Regions from separate parts of the Mus musculus genome. Here all the other regions are linked to region 3. Evidence: chromatin contacts called from public HiCAR-type and HiChIP or PLAC-seq data. All regions are on one chromosome and are shown on one strand. The core of a region is the stretch at or near the end of the contact, and the rest is flanking DNA. Distances in the headings are between cores, read along the strand shown. Region 1 has its middle 21 kb from the start of Uqcrfs1. Region 2 has its middle 21 kb from the start of Gm35158. Region 3 has its middle 43 kb from the start of Irf4. Region 4 has its middle 32 kb from the start of Gm35109.

Region 1 (4,378 bases), core at 1,674-4,173, 230 kb after region 3:
ACGTGTCATTCCCTGATTGGCTGCAGCCCATCGGCCCAGTTGTCATCACAGGAAAGGCAGAACACATGGCGGGAAAACTGCCCCTGCACGTGTGCAGATTATGTTTACTACTTAGAACACAGCTGTCAGCGCCATCTTGTAATGGCAAATGTGAGGGCGGCTCCCAACAAGAGAGTAACAGGCTCTTGCTTTCAAGTCCAGTGACCTAAACTTGATCTCTGGATTGAGGGAAGGAGAGAACTGATCCCTGCAAGCTGTCCTATGCCCTTTGTGCATGCGCTATGGTGCGCTACCCCAGTAAATAAACAAAGGGAAAACACAAATGACTGCCAAAAGGAGTTAGTGGAGCTGTTTGTAACGACAGCCCTTGCCACAGGGGCAGGCTAGACAGCTCAGCTCCATGATAGTTGATTTTAGACCCAGCCCCTGAACTTGAAGAGCGAGAGGTCTTCCTCATCTTTTCTCTTTTACTCTCTCAAGCTCTGAGACAATCAACCACATCTCACATTCGGGTCATCAGAGGTATGGCTCATGAAGGACTTTCTGTGATACGTTCATATTTTTAGTCATCTGAAGAGTCACACTTCCATTGGCCTGGTAACTAGCCTGAAATGGAAGGTGAGGGCTGTTCTGGTGGCTTCATTTTCCAGTGTCATTGTCACAGAGTTTCTCCATTTCAAACTACCTTTCTCTGAACCACATCAAGGGAAAGACAAAAAGAACTGGGTTTGGAAGTACCAAGAACTCCAAGGCAGGCCTCAACCAGAATTCAAATGTGAATAGCACTTTGCCTAAAGGGGCCTACTGATCGGTTTTGAAAGGGCGGAAAGTATTGCCTAAAATTAAGAGCTACCAGTGGATACATATTCCATTTCTACATTAAACATGGGGAAATAAGCTACTTGGAAAGAAAGAAAATCTTATTTTTAGGATTATTTACAATTTACATCAATGATTTAGGAAGTTGGCCACAACTCTGATCCAGAAGAGAACATGAGACCATGGCAGGACACATGCAGAAGTCGCTGTGCATGGTCGGGGCCTCTTCCACAGTCCTCTGGCTCCCTCCAGAGGATATGTCGCTCCTGGATTAGTGAAGAAGACAACGCTACAGTTGCACACAAGTGGTCTGACTGGCCTATCTTTGTCACCGGCCCAGAGCTTCGAGGAAGAGCCACCAAGTCTCTTGGGATGAAAGTCTCAGGTCCGACCACTGGAGAGGCTTCTTGGATGTCCCGGTGTGGTTTGTCACCCTTCTGTGTGTGGAGATGGATTGGAGGGTTTGGGTACATGTAGTAAATGTTTAACAAATACATGTTTGATGACTTAACAATAAATACAATGCTAGCAAATTCAGGCTTCTGTATAACCATGGAACAAAAGACCAACACTTGCAAGGTTGTTTTTCTCCAGCTCGGCTTTTGTTTCTAAAAGGACAGGGGTGAGCATTAGCTTCTGATAGATGTGACTTAAGAGAGTTGAGACATGGGCCCCAGCAGCAGCACAGCCCATGGGCAGCAACAGGGCTTTAGGTAGCAGCACAGCCCATGAATCCACAAGGCCTTTGATGGTAACTTGGGCCTCGAACATCAACACCAACCCTGACTGCAGCAGGGCCTTGGACCTAGGCATGGCCCTTGGTGGCAGCATGGACCCAAACATCAGCATGGCCTTGGGTGACAGTCCAGGCCACTCATATCTGTATGGCTCCAGGGACAGCACAACCCACGGATGTCAGCATGGCCTTAGACTACAGCACAGACCATGGGCATCTGCATGACCCTTGGTGGTAGCACGTGCCACAGACATCAACACATCCACTGGCAGGCACACTCTTCTGCCATGTGCCCATCTGTGGCCTGCACTGCCACCAGAGGCTGTGTTGATGTCGATGGTCTGGGCTGCCTTCAAGGGCCTTGTTCTACTTGTCTGGGCCCCTACTGCAGGAGGGGACCATGCTCGTAGTCAGTATGGTCTCCAGAAACAGTGTGAAGGCACATGGTCTGTGCTTGCACTGACGGCAAAGATCAAGGAGATTACTTTGGTTGTCGTATCAATAACTGCAGACACATAGTTGAGGGGGAGGAGTGTGGAAAACTTCAGTGACACCCCTTATCCCTCACAACCCCCTCTCTCCCCAAAAGTAACAGCCTAGACTAGAAGCCACTGAAGAGAACACCTCAAGAGTATGATAAGGATGCTGATGTAGCTCTCCACGATTGATGGCTTCTGGTGGAAGTGCGGCAGGGGAAGGACTCAGTTCTGTTTAAGGGCAGGTTAGGGAGAGTTTGGCCAAGCTCCAGTGAGTACATGCAGATAGCACACATTAGATGTTTTACTCTTTTTTTATCTTTAAAATATTTTTAGGGGAGAGGTCACAACTGGGAAGGCAAACACAGGGCTGGGGAGTGAATATGATTGGGGAGCATGGTGTGAAACTTCCAGAGAATTAATAAAAATTCTACTTTGAAAAAAAAAGACAAGACAAGACAAGAAAGAAAAAGAAAAGAAAAGAAGAGAAGAGAAAAGAAGAGAAAAGAAAAGGGCTGAGGCATGAGTTCCCCTGGGAGAAGGGAATTATTAAGAAACGACAACCATTTAGCTTCTGTGATAAAGAGATAAGCATTCTTAGTCACAGATCAGCACAGGGTCTTGAGAGGATAAAACACAGGGCAAAAAGGTCCTGGTGTATGACTTATTGGGAAGCCCAGGAGAGGCTCAGGGTAGGCACTCAGGGATATAGAAGGGGTCTCCAAAACAGTCACAGATGTGTGCTAGGGGGACACAGTGAGGAGATGGGGATTTCAGAGGCTTCTGGTTCCCATCGTCCCTCTGATGAAAATGTTCCTAGAAAGGAAGTGACTGACTCTGAGTCACACAGTGCTAGGACTAGAACCCAGCAGTCTGCCCTTTGCTTCAGAACCTCTGTCTCTGAATCACGTCTTAAGGCTGAGGGCACTAGTGGAGACCTCTTAGGCTGTAAGAACCAGCTCTCTACAACTAGTTCATTGGAAATTGTGGGCTACTGGAAAGTGACATTAGTATTGGCTACTGGGCAGGGGACATTGTCGAGAGTTACCAGAAACCCAAGATGGAAGAGTTACATAGCTCTTCAGACCACAGGAACATCTCACGGTGCATCTTTGGGCACACTGTGATTATTGGATGTAGGTTTTGTCCTGGAGTCCCAGTAACGTTCATAAGCTAGCTAGGCATGGATCTCAGCTCTGCCCCTGGCTACCCCGACAGTTTCTACACAATGGCTTTCTCTCCTTCGATTCATTTTCCTCTTTGAGATGGTACATTCTAGTAGTATGTGCTGTGATCTGGAGTTTGACTGCTCTTTCTTACTCCAACATTGCCAAACAGGAGCAGGGAGATTGGGAGCATATTTACCTCTTTGTGCTTCACTTTAATCAGCCATAAAATGAGGACAATTGTATTACCTATGTACAAAGCTGCTATGGTAGTGAACAAGTTTGCTTGCATAAGGAGCCTGCAAGAGGGTCTGGAACAATCTTCAATAAAGCACAGCTGTTACTTGTGTTCACTGATGGCCAGACATAGGGGTGACAACATGGTCTTAGATGACCGAGTTTTGTTGAGCAACGGATATATGTGCAAGTACTTTGAGACTTGGAACATGGAGGGCCAACCATTTAAATGCGATAACTTTAGAAACCAATCATAAAGAGGCCTGTTCTGCAGGTACTCAATACATTGTTATGGATTTGATGGCTGCTATTTTAACCAAAAGGATATTTCATTGCAAAAGGCCAGTTCATCCTTCAAACTGCATGTTTGAAGAGCTTTAGGCTTAGATACCGCTGGTTTCCCCGTCTTTTTACTGAGGGACATCCACCAGTTTGTCCAGCACAGGCTCTCTGTAGAACTGGAAATAGAGATATACTACACAAACATCATCCATATTGCCTCTCTCTGTAGTCTGGGGAACGAAATACAAAATAAATTCAAATTGGTTTCTACAGTAAGATTAAAGACTGGTCGATATTTGACTTTACTCTGTGTACAAGCTACCAAGCCAGCTTGCTACTGCTTTGTGGATAGAAACAAAGAGCATTGTTAGGTGTAGCACAGAAACAATCACTCAGCAGCAGGTTTGTTCCCCTTGTCCCACTTCCCACAGGTAAGCAGTATGCTCGGATTGATGCTGGGCATGCAAAAGAATGTAGAACACAGGGGGATTCACCAACCAGTCAAGTGTTCTTTGACTGGGGGCCTCAGGCAAACCCCTCAGGGTTACAAACACAATTATCCCTCAGAAATGGACTAACATAATAATGTCCCAGCAGACACTTTTGTTACACCAAAGACTTTTTGTTGTTAATATTTACATTTTTTTTAAGAAGAACCAAGC
Region 2 (4,805 bases), core at 1,076-3,575, 150 kb after region 3:
CTCCAAACTCTATAAGATTAAACACACATTTCATTGTATGACATTGTTCTAAGGTAGTATCCATAAGTAGAATGTGGATTTTCAATGTAATATATTGTATTTTTTGTTTGTTTGTTTGAGACAGGGTTTCTCTGTATAGTTCTGACTGTCCTGGAACTCACTTTGTAGACCACGCTGGCCTCGAACTCAGAAATCTACCTGCCTCTGCCTCCCGAGTGCTAGGATTAAAGGCGTACGCCACCACGCCTGGCTCAATATATTATTGTATTTTTATGGGCTGCTATTTTAATTCTTTAAGCCTTTGTAGCTTTTTAAAAATCTGGAATTACTTGTTTGGTTATTGTAAGTTCCAGATTGGAATCTTCTCAAGGTTTCTTATTTTGATTCAAAAATTGTCCAATCTCTATTTTATGGTCTCCAAATTAGCATCTAATTTCTCAGTCTTTCCTTTTTCCAAGTCTGTCTTATTTTGATCTATCTTTAAAAGGATATATAAAATTGTAATCATTACTGAAAAAATAATTATTTTTATGTTGATAAGTATAGCAAAATTATATATAATCCATATGTCCATTGACATTGTGTCTTCCTTTCTTTCTTTCTTTCTTTCTTTCTTTCTTTCTTTCTTTCTTTCTTTCTGTCTGTCTGTCTTTTGTTCTTTCTTTCTTTTAAAGATATATTTATTTATTTATTGTGAGTATATTGTTGCTCTCTTCAGACACACCAGAAGAGGGCATCAGATCCCATAACAGATAGTTGTGAGCCACCATGTGGTTGTGGGAATTGAACTCAGGACCTCTGGAAGATCTGTCAGTGCTCTTAACTGCTAAACCATCTCCCCTGCCCCCTTTTTAATTTTATTTTTAACATAGAAAACATAGAAAATATTTTTTCTAACACTCATTTCCTTCAGAGACAAGTATATATTTCTTCCTATGAAATTTTATACCCAGTTTAGAAGTTTGGGTTTTTTCAGTCGCAGTGTAGCATTGGGAACAGGTTCTTGTTATCCTTTTGTGTGGCTATATACTCCTCAGACCAACATGTGTTCATGGTGGTTAACTCCAGCTCCTTAGTTGGAACCTCCCTTTGCTCTTTGATTTGCACCAGCTAACTTCTAGCCAGGGAGTGCTTTTTCCTTGGCAGGTGACAGATGTGTCCTTGGGCCATAGCTCTGGGCAGTGCATTGAGAAACTACAGTCCAAAAGTGACCCTAGTGCAGAATCAGCTTGCTATCCCCTGCTGGCTTTGCTGAAAAGCAAAGGCTTCTCTTAACAGAGTGCCTCTGAAATGTATGTGGCTTTTCTTATCTGTTCTTTGGCTAGAAACCATCTTTTACCCAGGGCTCAGTCTAATAGCCGAATATGAAATAAAAGGTTTCGGTTATATGCTTCCCACGTTAATTTTCATCTGTAAAAGGGATTTATATATTCTAGCTCATCCGCGTCTGTATAAAAGACACAAAATCCAGGTCTTCTTTACAAGCTATAAGCCTAGATTGGGCAAGTCATGAGTTATTGTAACTTCCATCCCAGGTATACGTCCCTCGTTATTTGCTGTTTGAGTCTTTCTGGGGCTCCACTCCATCAGCCTGTCCTCTGCGTTCATTTCTTCTGACCACATGTTCCTGGTCCATCACATATAATGGAAGCCTTCTGCTCTCCCATCTCCTTTCTCCTTCATCTCCTTCTCCTTCTTGTGGTTCCTACCTGAGACACCCAGCTCAGTAACAGAAACCCCACCTACTTCTATTCTCCCAAATAATTGGCTGTAGCCACTTTTGTTTTATTTAACCTATAACTTTACATTGGAGAGCAAGGTTTATATAGCATCACTTGGTGTACATGAGGATCTGCTCATGGGGGCAAACAGATCTTTGGGGCCAGCATTTAGCATTTGAATACATAGCAGCACCAGACTGACACCCATCAGTAAAGTAATATAATGAAGGAAAAAATAGTCAAGACTTGGAGACTTCAATATCCCTTTTAAATAATAGATGCAACAATCAGACAGAAGGTGGCTTAGCAGAGAGCTTAAATAACAGGATGAGCTGACTAAATCCAACAATCACGCAGATCACCTAAGAAATACACAATATGCTTTCTTCTCACACACACATGGAACATTCTCCAAGATAGATCGTGTCTACTCCAACCACAGTGGAATGAAACCATGGCTAGAAACCCAGAGCATGGTAGAATAATGGAAAAATCACAAGTGTGTGAAAATGAACCACCTGTTTTCAAAGTACAACAGAGTCAAAGAAGAGATCAGAAGGGAAATGGGGAAATACTCAGAAATGGTTGAAAGCAGAAACAGCATACTAAATTTAAGAACCCATCAAAGGCAAAGCTGACAGGCAACTGTATAATCCAAGTGCCCGCCTATTAAACCTAGACAAACGTGAGTGGACAAAGCACCTTTACACCTTGAGGATATATACCACACACCAGGAGAAGAAAACACCAACTTTCATCTACAAAACCTGAAGGAGGAAGGAAATAGCAAATATCAGACTGGAGATAAGGGAAACCTAGAGCAAAAAATAGAGTCAGTCAACAATATAGGTAGCCGACTTTTCAACAGGTCTACTGAGACAGAAAGCGGGAAAACAGGAGATGCAAAAGAGTGAAGTCAGAAACAGGAGTAGAGAAATTAGTACTAGCTTTACAGAAATGAAATGTTAGACATGACTACTAGGAACAGTATGTACCAACAAATCAGATAAGTTAGTTAAATGAACTGTACACATTCCTAGAAACATAAATTATCCAAACTGACATACAAAGAAATAGAAAACCTCTACAGATTTGTCACCAAAGATTGAATCAAGGGTGAATACCTCTCAATAAAGAATCCAGGGCCATACAGCTTCAGTGGTGAATTCTATTCCATGTTTAAGAATAATCAATAACAGTTCTTTACAAACTCTTGTAAAACAAGGAGGAAGGGAGGAGGAGGAAGAAGAGGAGGAGGAGGTAGAGGAGGAGGAAAACCATCTTAACTTGTAAAAATCCACCATCACATGAAGAGCAAGGCTAAAAAAAAAAAAAACCACAAGATAATTATAGACAAATATCTTTCAAAAATGCAAATGCAACAATCTCAACCTAACATTAGCAAATTAAATCATATGATATATGACATTACACACTGAGTCAGTGAGAATTACCCACCACGAACAAAGGTGGTTAAAAGAAATATTGAAAATAATCACTATATTAGATCTATTAAGTTAGTAGGGCATCAAGGGGGTGGTGGAGGGGAAGAGATGTGTGGGAGGATAGGAACAGCTTAGTGAGATGTACATATGAAAATGTCACAATTAGACCATCACTTTGTATGCCCACCAAACAATCTAAAATTAACAGGACAAATGAATGGAAACACGTGATCATCTCATTTGATGCAAAAGGCATTTGATAAAATTCAGTATGGCTTCAAGCTTAAAAATGATTCACAAAGCTGGAGTTTTTATACATCTTCTTAGATGTGTTACCAGCCATTTGTGGAACATACAGATGACATCAGGTTCAATAGTGAAAGACTGAAAACCTTTCCCTTTTAGATTTCCTAGTCTCCCTTCAAGACAAGGTTGTCTGCTCTCACCTCTGATTCAGTATCAAAGATTCTAGTAAGAAAAATCAGATAAGGAGAAGAAGGAAATCAAATTGAAAAGGAAGAAGCTAGCTATCTGCAGTGGCAGGAGACACAACAGTCAAGGTTCTAAAGAATCTACTAGACCACAATTTCTCAAGATTAATTTGGCTACTGTGGGCCACTTGAAATTGTCTATAATTTTCAGTATCAGCTTTCTCATGTCCTCAGTGGAGGAATAATCATAGCTTATAAGATCAACACACAAAGATTAGGTATGTTTCTACATACCAGCAAAGAACAATCAAAAAACCCACATTTTAAAAAGCAATTCAGTTTACAAACATATCTTTAAAATGTAATTACCTTCCAACAAATTTAAAGAAAGAGTGTTGGTGGTGCACACCTTTAATCCCAGCACTCAGGAGGCAGAAGCATGTGGATCTCTGTGAGTTTGAGGCTAGCCTGGTCTACAGACCAAGTTCCAGGACAGCCAAAACTACACAGAAATCCCTGTCTTGAAAAACAAAACAAAAAATAAAAACAATAACAACAAAAATTTAACCAAAGACATAAAAGATGTATTTGAAAACACAAACATTTTTGGAAAAAAAAAAAAAGAAAGGAAAAAAATACAAAGACATCTTGTGCTCGTGGAATAGAAATTGTAATATTGCTGAGGTGGGTACCTACCCAAATTCATGCCATTACTTTCAGTATTCCAACAGCCTCTACTGAGGACATGGGAAAGCTGATAGTAAAATTTCAACTGGCCCACAGTGGCCAAAATAACCTTGAAAGAGAAAAACCTATCTCAACTCTAAGGACGAACCATTTGTTTTATCTCTTTGAGGAACTTTAAATCTGTCAAGGACTAAGACACAGAGAGCGTAGGCAGGAAGCAGAAGTGGGTATCACCTTCAAAGGCCTATGGGGGTGACCCACCTCTGACAGTAACAGCCACGTGTCCTTTCACAGGTTCCATGCCTTCTAGAACAGCACTGCCACCTGGGTATTAAGTCCTCAGACACAGGGGCCCATGAGGGACATCTCCCATTTAAACTATAACAGAGGATCCATACTTCTAACACCCATTGAGGGTGCGATACACAAAACAAGGTGGTAAAACTTGACACTGGTAAAACTTGACACAGGGATAAAAGTGTGGAGAGAACAGAGACAGAAAAGGATCAATATGCTCCCAG
Region 3 (4,261 bases), core at 428-2,927:
TGGAAGGAGAACAGAACTGGGTCTTCCTAGTGGGGAAGAAGTGGGAGGTGGCGCTTGGCCCCGTTGCATGCCCTCCAGGCTGTTATAACCTGTGGTTCTACATGACCCCTTGCATTAGCAGGTATTCTCTGTACCGCATCGTTCTCACAGGCACAAACGCCTCACTAGTTCCCTCAAGAAACAGTCTCTCTTCTCAGGGCACCCCTACACTGGCCAAGTCCCTCAGTTCTCCTCCGTATAGTCACTCCTCAAATCACCCGGACTCAGCATTCTGACAATTCATCTTGTCTCTCTGACTTTCATCGGTTACTCCCAAACTGCAGCTGCCAGGATCACTGACTCAGGGTCCTGGCAGCACTCCATGAGATATGGCTCTCCCTGGCTTCCTGGTCACTTCTTTCCTGGTCACCTGTGCTTCTTCTCCTCACCCTGCCACTATCTTCTCTTTGTCTCCCTGGCACTGTTCTTGGCAGCTCTAGGGTCTTGATGCCACGACCTTGGGCACTGTAGCCATGCCCCAGCTCCAGGTAGTGTTGGCAGTACAGCTCCTTTGGCAAGTCTCTGATCATCAGATGGGCAGTTACACATGCCTAGGATCTTTCTTGGTCCTCCCCTCTCTGTCTTACCACAGATACGACAATCCCTTTCTTAAGTCAGGGGCAGCCAGAGCTTTCCCATGGCTCTCATCCTGTCCTCGCTGACACTGGGGTAGCCTGTCACTGCCCCCTTTTCTACCATGGCCTCCTGACCAGGCAGGGCACCCTCTACAGTGGAAGTTGGATCTCGGCCCAGAGACCCAACCCACAGCCACCTTTGGTACCAGTCCAGTCAGCCCATTCTGCCTCCTTTGCCTCTGCCCCTTTCCTGGGCACTAGCAACAGCCGCTCTGTGCTTTCCTGGTCCCCATTTGAAACCACCTGGCCACACACCTTCCTGTACCCTTGTTCCTCCCAATCAGGCATGTATGGGACACTTGGGAAATAGGACTGGTTCCTGTTGGGTATGAGGGCCCAAATTAGGGAAGCTTATTTTCCTCAGCTGTAAATGAGGATCCACTTCAATAGGTTTTAGGCTTCTTTGCAAAAATCAGACTCTAGAAAGCATGCTGAATTCCTGTAAGAAACACCAGGCTGCACAGCACTGACTACTGCAGACCGTTTGCTTATAATCCCTAAAGCTGACATATAAGATCAGATCATAGACTGGGCTGGTTGCCTAAGACTCTCTGGCTTGGAGATAATGTTTCCTTTTATCCTCACATGGTCCCCCTCAGTGTGTGCCTATGTTCTTTTGGGTCTTGAGAGTGGTGTGTGTGTGTGTGTGTGTGTGTGTGTGTGTGTGTGTGTGTGTCCAGTTTTAAATAAGATCACTTCTTGGCCTACGATTCAATGATAAGGCAAGGGTGGCCGGCTATTTAAAATTCAGTTGTTGGAGAGGCAGGCAGCATATCAGCCCCCTGCTTGTCCCACTGCCCTTGAGTTTCCCCAGTGCTTCCAGCCTGCCTTCCACCGAGGGCTTCTTGGTTTCTTGTAAAAGACGAGATTAGAGTAACCCTGACTTCATTCCCACCTCATTTCATAAACAAGACAGGGAAATGCCAAAGACACGCAGGCCGTTCCTCAAACCACCTTGTTTTTTAGTTCAGCGATGGAAACACACCACTTCCTTCCACTGAGTCAGGCCAGCCGCGCCTCTTTTTCACAGAGCCGTGGCAGCTGCCTGTGCCAGCTAAACAGGATTAAGCTCTGTATCACTCTTTCCACCAAGAAAGTTAACTTTCCTGGTGGAACTCAGTGAGGCTGTGGCTTGCTTGCGTTACTGTTGTTGTTTGGTTTGGGGTTTTTTTTTTCTTTCTTTCAATTGCATAAGTCATTCACTAAATAGGTTAAAGAGGTGAGGAGGATGTGCTGGCGGCTGTCCCCAACCTGAGGCAGCCCAGGAGGGCTCCTCACGCCTCATACCTCACTTAGGAGACCATTGGGGCCACCTACTTCAACCCAAGTTGGGAAGCTGAAATGATGGATGGATGGACAGGGGGACAAACCAGGAAGACAGAGTCAAGGGAAACAGCCTGCAGGATACACAAAGTGTCTTGTCAACCGGGTTCCTTTTGACCACCATCTTTTGTATACTGAATACTGTCTACACTAGAACTGCCCAGCTGCTTCCAAGAGAATGGGCTTCCATCCAGCTCATGTTTGGGGCTCCTGCCTGTCTCCCCCACTGCATGTGGAGGGCAGCATCTGCTTGGGCTTCCTCTTCAGAAGCGCCTCTGCCTTGGGCCCTGTCTTCCCCCCCCCCCCCCAAGATATGTTTTCTCACTCTTCAGCTATCCTAGGTAGGGAGCCAGGCAAGCAAGTCCTGAGAGTTGTGTTGGAGGGTACTGGAAGCCCTAAACCTGGAAACTCAGGAAGATTCAGGAGTTAGAACCTGGGGCAGGAGGCTAAGAGACAGGCTGTCTTAGGATTTCTATTCCGGCACAAACATCATGACCAAGAAGCAGCTGGGGAGGAAGGGGTTTATTCAGCTTACACTTTTCCACAGTGCTGGTGATCACCAAAGGATGCAGGACTGGAACTCAAGCAGGTCAGGAAGCTGCAGGAACTGATGCAGAGGCCATGGAGGGATGTTCTTTACTGGCTTGCTTCCCCTGGCTTGTTCAGCTTGCTTTCTTTTAGAACCCAAGACTACCAGCCCAGAGATGATCCCACCCACAAGGGGCCTTTCCCCCTTGATCACTAATTGAGAAAATGCCTTACAGCTGGATCTCATGGAGGCATTTCTCAACTGAAGCTCCTTTCTCTGTGATAACTCCAGCCTGTGTCAAGTTGACACAAAACTAGCCAGTATACAGGCTCAAAACATTTCCAGAGGAAAATGCAGCAGCGTTGAATCTGGTTGCCTCTCAGACTCCACCAAAGCCCATCATGTAAACTATGGCTAAGCTGCATGGGGTAGGGCCTTGTCAAGATGGCTATAAAGCCTGCTCCCACTTCTTACCTGTGATCCTCCATCCAGTCACCTGTCCCTACTTTCATCCATAGGCTCAGTACTGGAATTTGCTGAAGACCCAAAGACACCCTCCCACCCCCTACCACCCCCCCCCCCGCTGGATCCCACAGGACCAGTTATTTCAGCAAACTTCGGTGTATGGACCTTGCTACCCTTTCTTGAGGGCTGAAGACCACCCCCAGCTTGGGTTTAAATACCATTAAGCACTCACAACCTTGGCTTCTTGACCTGAAGCCAGAGCCTTGGAGCTTTAAAGCAGCTATCCTTCCTATTTCTGATTGGTTCATATCTCCCCATGGCTCATCACCAGGACCCCCATGTTTGGGTTTTCGGTCCCCAAAAGCCCACTGACTTGTCAAATTGTCCGACCTTACAGTGCCATGTTTTATTACAGGTGATATATCGCTGGCATAGCCCATCTGTATTTCTAGGGCCCTGTGGGCCTGTGCCAGCTTCTAGAGGGAGGCTCTCTGGTCTGTAAAGACTATGCCTAGGAGTGAGGCACAGCTCTTCTAGTCTTTCACCTGTGGGTTTTCTTATCTTCCACTGGGGAAACAGCAGGACTGAAGTAGCCAGTGAGCAGGCCAGCTCAGTCATAGCGAGCTGGTTTACAGGGATTCTAATGAACCTGGCTACTTCAAACTCTGAAGAGAAAAAACAGAGGAAGAAAAAAAAAAAAAACCCAAAACAAACACAATCATCGTAGTCATTTGAAAAGGAAAAACAAGTTGGGTTTCAGAGCCTGTGGATGGGTGGCTGCTTTTCCACTGTCTGCCACTGTGCAACCCTCACCTTCTCTAGAACCATCTCTTGTTTCCTCCTCACGAGTTGTGGTTTACTCTGATTTCTAACTCATTCAGCTTCCATTCAGCAGAATTTCAATGGGCATGGTACCAAATCCATGAACTGTTTCCCGGCAGTCTGCCCTGCAGTGACCTGGGCTCCTAGGACCTCTGTGTGCAGCCAAGCCCTGCAGGCGCCCCAGCATCATCTTCCCCCTAGACAGGCCCCCTCTAGGCCAGGAGCCACTGCCAAGGCCCCATCTCAGGCCCCGGGAAGCATTTGTTCCCTAGGTCTGAAATGCCTGCATTGCTTGGATTTTCCTTTAATGAGCACTTGCCATGAGCCAGCGCTGCCCTGACCCTCCCCAGAACACATTCACTGTAGCCCTGAAAATACAACTGTATACTTTACCCTTTCTGCTAACAAACAGAGTGTGGGATTCAGGGTCTCCCCAAATGCTCAACTC
Region 4 (4,355 bases), core at 399-2,898, 210 kb after region 3:
GATTGAAGCATTAGGAAGATTAAGAATTACCAGTGTCTACAGCCATACCACCCTGAACTCACCTGATCTCGGAAGCTAAGCAGGGTCAGGCCTGGTTAGTACTTGGATGGGAGAACTGCCAGCTTGGAGGAATCAGTTTGGAGCAAATGCTGAGATTATCTCATTTTAGTATGTGCTAAATTCACCACAGGAATTATTTGGTGATTTGGGGATGAAACCTAGGAACTTTCTAAGCACATGTTATGCCACTGAGCCATAATTCAAGCCAAAAAAAATATATTCCCAGTACCCACAGAGTAGCTTACAACCATCTGTAACTCCATTTCCAGGGGATGTGACACCCTCTTCTGGCCTCTGTAGGTACCAGGGAGCACACATGGTACACAGATATGCATATAGGCTAAAATCCACATAATTAAGCAATAATTTTTTAAATTATAATATTCAAAATAAAAAGAAGGAAGGAAGTTAGTGGAGCTGATGGGGGAGGGGAGGGTGGAGTTTGCACAGGATGGTGGCATAGACCCAGAGATGGGTAGGAGGAAAGAGAAAGGACACATATAAGGTACCCTCTCATTGATCCTGGGGCAAAGCAGGGAGCACTCATGCCCTAAACTCTATGGGAAAACATCTCAAATTTCAGGTAAAGGTTTTGGGCTATGGGATTCACACAAAATGACATGTGTAGACCCGGAGGGAGAAGAGTGACACCAGGGAGTCTATTATGGAAGTCACAGTGCCTGGGAGAGCCTCGCCTTCTGGGAGATCCACAGATACCTGAGAGAAATCAGACCTCCCCAGGAGTGAAGAATAAAAGACAAGACAATTAATTCAGTTTCATGGGATTTCAGCCAGAGCTTGGCTCTTCCTATACATTAAGAAAGAAATGCTTTGCTATGTGCAATTACTACCCAAAGTCCTGAGACATAGATCTATTCCCTTCCCCCACCAACAGAAGTCAGTTAAAAACAGGGGCTCTCAGGGAGTAACTGATACTTTCATAATTTATGGCTTGGTTTCCTGGTATGTACTTATGTACTATCCTCCTCTCTCTCTCTCTCTCTCTCTCTCTCTCTCTCTCTCTCTCTCTCTCTCTCTCTCTCACTATTATCAACTTGGTGATTTCCTCTCCACAGAGAGAGGCACCCTTGTGGGTTTTTCCTGTGATCTCCTAAGTTTCTCCCTAGTGGTCCAGGACTTCACCAATGGAAAAGTCACAGACACACCCTTGCCCCCATTAGGCCTGAGCACTCACATCTCTAGATTCCTTCCTTCTTACATCTGGAACATCACTGACCTTTCTGCTGAAGCGTGGTCCCTGTCCTCAACACAGGCCCAAACCTGAAGTAGTCTGAGAAGTAGCTGCTGATTCAGGGTTCAAACTGGGACACACAGAACAGAGCTAGAGCTAGTCAAGGCTCTATTCTCAAAATGCAAAGGAAAACACCACTCTTCAGTCCAGGACAAGGACGGAATTAATGGCTGGCAGAAAAGAAGGAGTTTTCTGAGCATCTCCATAGAGCCTGCTGATATGGACCTGTGAAGTGCCTTCCACAGCTGCAACAGAGCGAAGGCTCCCCAGAGAAGAGAAGCCTTTATGTGGAGGCTCCGGTCATTCTTCAGAACACAGCTCTTCCCTTTTCTTCCTTCTGGGGGAACTCCTAGCCCACACCCTGGCTACTTTGAAATAGAACAGGTAACCAGAGCCTGCACAAGCTTGGGGGACACTGGGGAAGTGGGAAGGACAGTCCCTCTGCACAGGAGACACTCAGTGAGTGACAATCAGCAGTTTCCCACTGTCCAGATGGTGACATTTAACTAGCCAAAGACTGGTACAAAGTCCCAGGCACATGAATCCCTGTTGGAACTTGGCTTTCCCTTGAAGGCGTCACTTACTTTTCTGATGACCAATTTAGCAACTGTCTGTCACTCTTTTGGCATGCTTGTACTTTTAAGGAATGTTGGGTGCCAGAGATGAAGACTCAAACAGGTAAAGAAACGTCCTTGCCTGGCCCCCATCCCCAGTACAGAGGATCAAATCCATGGCCTCTTATATTTGGGTAACCCATCTACCATCGAGCACCTCCCCAACCCTTTGACCCTTCATTATGAAAGAAGAAGAATAAAGAGGTAGTTTTTTTTACATAAAGGGAAACACGTCTGAGACTGGAAGGGATCTAGTGAGCTGATACCCTCCTACTTCTGCCTCCTGCATGATAGGATCATAGCCATGGCCACCACCCTCAGAGTTACCTTCACTAGTGCCTATAAAACAGGAAGCATGCTATGCAGCTCCCTCTGGGGGTGCCCTGAGGAACACAGTATGACCATGAAAAGCACCCAGGAGCTGTAAACCAGGCATGAAGCAAGTTCATCTTCCCAGGATGGGTGCTCCACCCACAGGGCCTGTCTGCAACATGGCTTGAAAATGCAACTCCAGCTTCCCTTTTCTGGAAACTGTCTCCCACTCTGTGGCTTCTCCTGCCCACTACATGCACTATGTGGCTAGATAGTTTTTTGTCTGCTGCCGTGTCCACCAAGCAAGCATCGGTTCATTACACTCCCTTGCGAGATCAATAAGTTCATCTTCCGCTGTAGTGATACAGTACTGTCATTTATGGGTGGCTGAGGGCTGCTTGCCCGAAGCTCCTTTTTCACTTCATGATAAATTATTCCAGATGCTTTTTTTAACCTGAGAGCTTCCGGGGCACCTCAAGAAGTAAAATGCAGAGCTCTGTTTCTGTTGCTTCAAACACAGGCAGTTGAAAACATGGGCTTATTGAGAAGACCCAGTTAGCTCCTCCTCCCCCTGAGTGGCAAGCACAGTGCTTTGTTCTGTGTTCCGCCCCAGAACAGTGGCTGGCAGCACTCAGTAAGTACTGTTTACCAGGGTTTTGTGTGGATGCTGGGAATTGAACCCAGAACCTCATACATGCTAGGAGAGTGCATTATCAGTGAGCTTCACCTCACCTCCCATTGTCAGAACCAAGAAGACTCAGGAAGGCTCTGTTTGCCTCAGAGGTGTTCGTAAGAACTCAGAGGACCAGATAGGACACTCTCTGAAGGCAAGGGAAGATGGTTTTGACGGTTTGGACCTAATTGGTAAGGGTCTGGCTCCAGGGAAAAGCTGATCCAAATGACCACGGAAAGGAAAAAAAAAATCCCTCTTGTCTTTTTAAAGTGTTATTTATTTTATGTAGTTAGGTGTGTTTTTTTTCCCTACCCCTTTGTTTGTGAATAATGTTCATGCAGTGCTCTTGAAAGCCAGAATGGGGTATCAGATCCCCTGGAATTAGGTTAAGGACAGTTCTAAAGCATCTAAAGTGCTGGGAATTGAACCTGGGTCCTTTGAAAGAACATCTAAATGATCTTAATCGCTGAGCCATTTCTCCAGACTACCCTCATTTCTCAAAGGCTCATCTCTGAATAGTAGAAAATGCCCTGAAATACTCACAGGGTCATTTCTCATAGGGAGATCACACATTTTGTTCCCCTTAAAGACCTTTTTTCCCCTAAAGTTACATTCATTACATGCTTAACAAAATGGCTAAGTTGAAAACTCAGAAAATATGAAAAGGGAGTAAGTTAGTGAACAACTGGAATGCATGGTTACTACTCTGTGGGATGTAATAGTAGGGCAGTTTTTGGGAACTGATACTGTCTATTGCTTAGAAGAAATGTGTATATAAGTAACAGCTAATGTTTACGAACCACCTGGATGTAAAACAGTAAAATAAAAGAGGTAGCTATGCTTTATTCAAATAACAGAATACCATATAACAATGAGATTTTATATATAAAATCATATGTAACCATATTAACAAAACTCAAGACAATGAATAGGGGCTGGAGAGATGGCTCAGTGTTTAAAAGCACTTGCTCTTGCAGAGAAACCAGGTTTGACTCCCAGCAAGCACACAGTGGCTCACAACCATCTGTAACTCCAGTTCTAGGGGACCTAATACTCTCACCTGACCTCTGTGATCTCTATCTAGGCACAGACATGCCACACAGACTTACATGCAGGCAAAACTGTCATATACATAAAATAAGCAAATCTCTAAAAATCTCAAAAAAAAAACCAAAAACCATGGAGGAAAGAAGATAGTCGTTAAACATTTTCCTTGAGATTCAATTTACATAAAGGTCAAATATAGACCGAACAAATCTATTTTGGTAAACAGGAGAAGGTTGTCTGTACCCACGGGCCTGGGAGAGGGCATGACTTTAGGATCGATGATACTTGTGTTGTCTCCATCTGATACAAGGACGGGTTCATCTTATAAAACTTCTGCTTTGAAGATGGCCTAGTCGGCCATCATTGGGAAAAAAAGGCCCCTTGGTCTTTCAAACTT

Evidence for each region. HiChIP or PLAC-seq counts read pairs in DNA pulled down with a chosen protein or histone mark. HiCAR-type assays count read pairs that join an accessible place to other places.
Region 1: an H3K27ac HiChIP or PLAC-seq map of CD8 T cells shows a contact between it and region 3, with 24 times the contacts expected there. The contact joins two enhancer-like sites. A contact is called at or near these places in 1 of 15 datasets of contacts at CTCF or cohesin (CD8 T cells), 2 of 484 Hi-C or Micro-C datasets (bone marrow-derived macrophages and nephron progenitors), 6 of 115 datasets of contacts at active chromatin or transcription factors (CD8 T cells, Th17 cells, effector CD8 T cells and 2 more) and 1 of 9 other capture datasets (embryonic stem cells).
Region 2: a HiCAR-type map of Th17 cells shows a contact between it and region 3, with 3 times the contacts expected there. The contact joins two enhancer-like sites. A contact is called at or near these places in 1 of 15 datasets of contacts at CTCF or cohesin (CD8 T cells) and 4 of 115 datasets of contacts at active chromatin or transcription factors (CD8 T cells, Th17 cells, effector CD8 T cells and 1 more).
Region 4: a contact with region 3 is called in a CTCF HiChIP or PLAC-seq map of CD8 T cells, with 7 read pairs. The contact joins two enhancer-like sites. A contact is called at or near these places in 1 of 15 datasets of contacts at CTCF or cohesin (CD8 T cells), 2 of 484 Hi-C or Micro-C datasets (bone marrow-derived macrophages and nephron progenitors), 4 of 115 datasets of contacts at active chromatin or transcription factors (CD8 T cells, effector CD8 T cells, memory CD8 T cells and 1 more) and 1 of 9 other capture datasets (embryonic stem cells).

The regions. Positions count from the first base shown.
Region 1 is chr13:30,563,671-30,568,048 of GRCm38.p6, reverse strand. No RefSeq gene overlaps it. Among named protein-coding and RNA genes, the nearest start is that of Uqcrfs1, 21 kb to the right of the region's middle. Within about 2 kb of position 2,923, at least 14 of the 459 cell types and tissues checked have an H3K27ac peak or open chromatin away from gene starts, as enhancers often do. A contact at or near this core is called in CD8 T cells and Th17 cells, where this site is marked.
Region 2 is chr13:30,636,396-30,641,200 of GRCm38.p6, reverse strand. No RefSeq gene overlaps it. Among named protein-coding and RNA genes, the nearest start is that of Gm35158, 21 kb to the left of the region's middle. Within about 2 kb of position 2,325, at least 3 of the 459 cell types and tissues checked have an H3K27ac peak or open chromatin away from gene starts, as enhancers often do. A contact at or near this core is called in Th17 cells, where this site is marked.
Region 3 is chr13:30,789,912-30,794,172 of GRCm38.p6, reverse strand. It overlaps a transcript of Exoc2 not described here. Among named protein-coding and RNA genes, the nearest start is that of Irf4, 43 kb to the right of the region's middle. Within about 2 kb of position 1,677, at least 66 of the 459 cell types and tissues checked have an H3K27ac peak or open chromatin away from gene starts, as enhancers often do. A contact at or near this core is called in CD8 T cells, Th17 cells and bone marrow-derived macrophages, where this site is marked.
Region 4 is chr13:30,580,729-30,585,083 of GRCm38.p6, reverse strand. No RefSeq gene overlaps it. Among named protein-coding and RNA genes, the nearest start is that of Gm35109, 32 kb to the left of the region's middle. Within about 2 kb of position 1,648, at least 27 of the 459 cell types and tissues checked have an H3K27ac peak or open chromatin away from gene starts, as enhancers often do. A contact at or near this core is called in CD8 T cells and bone marrow-derived macrophages, where this site is marked.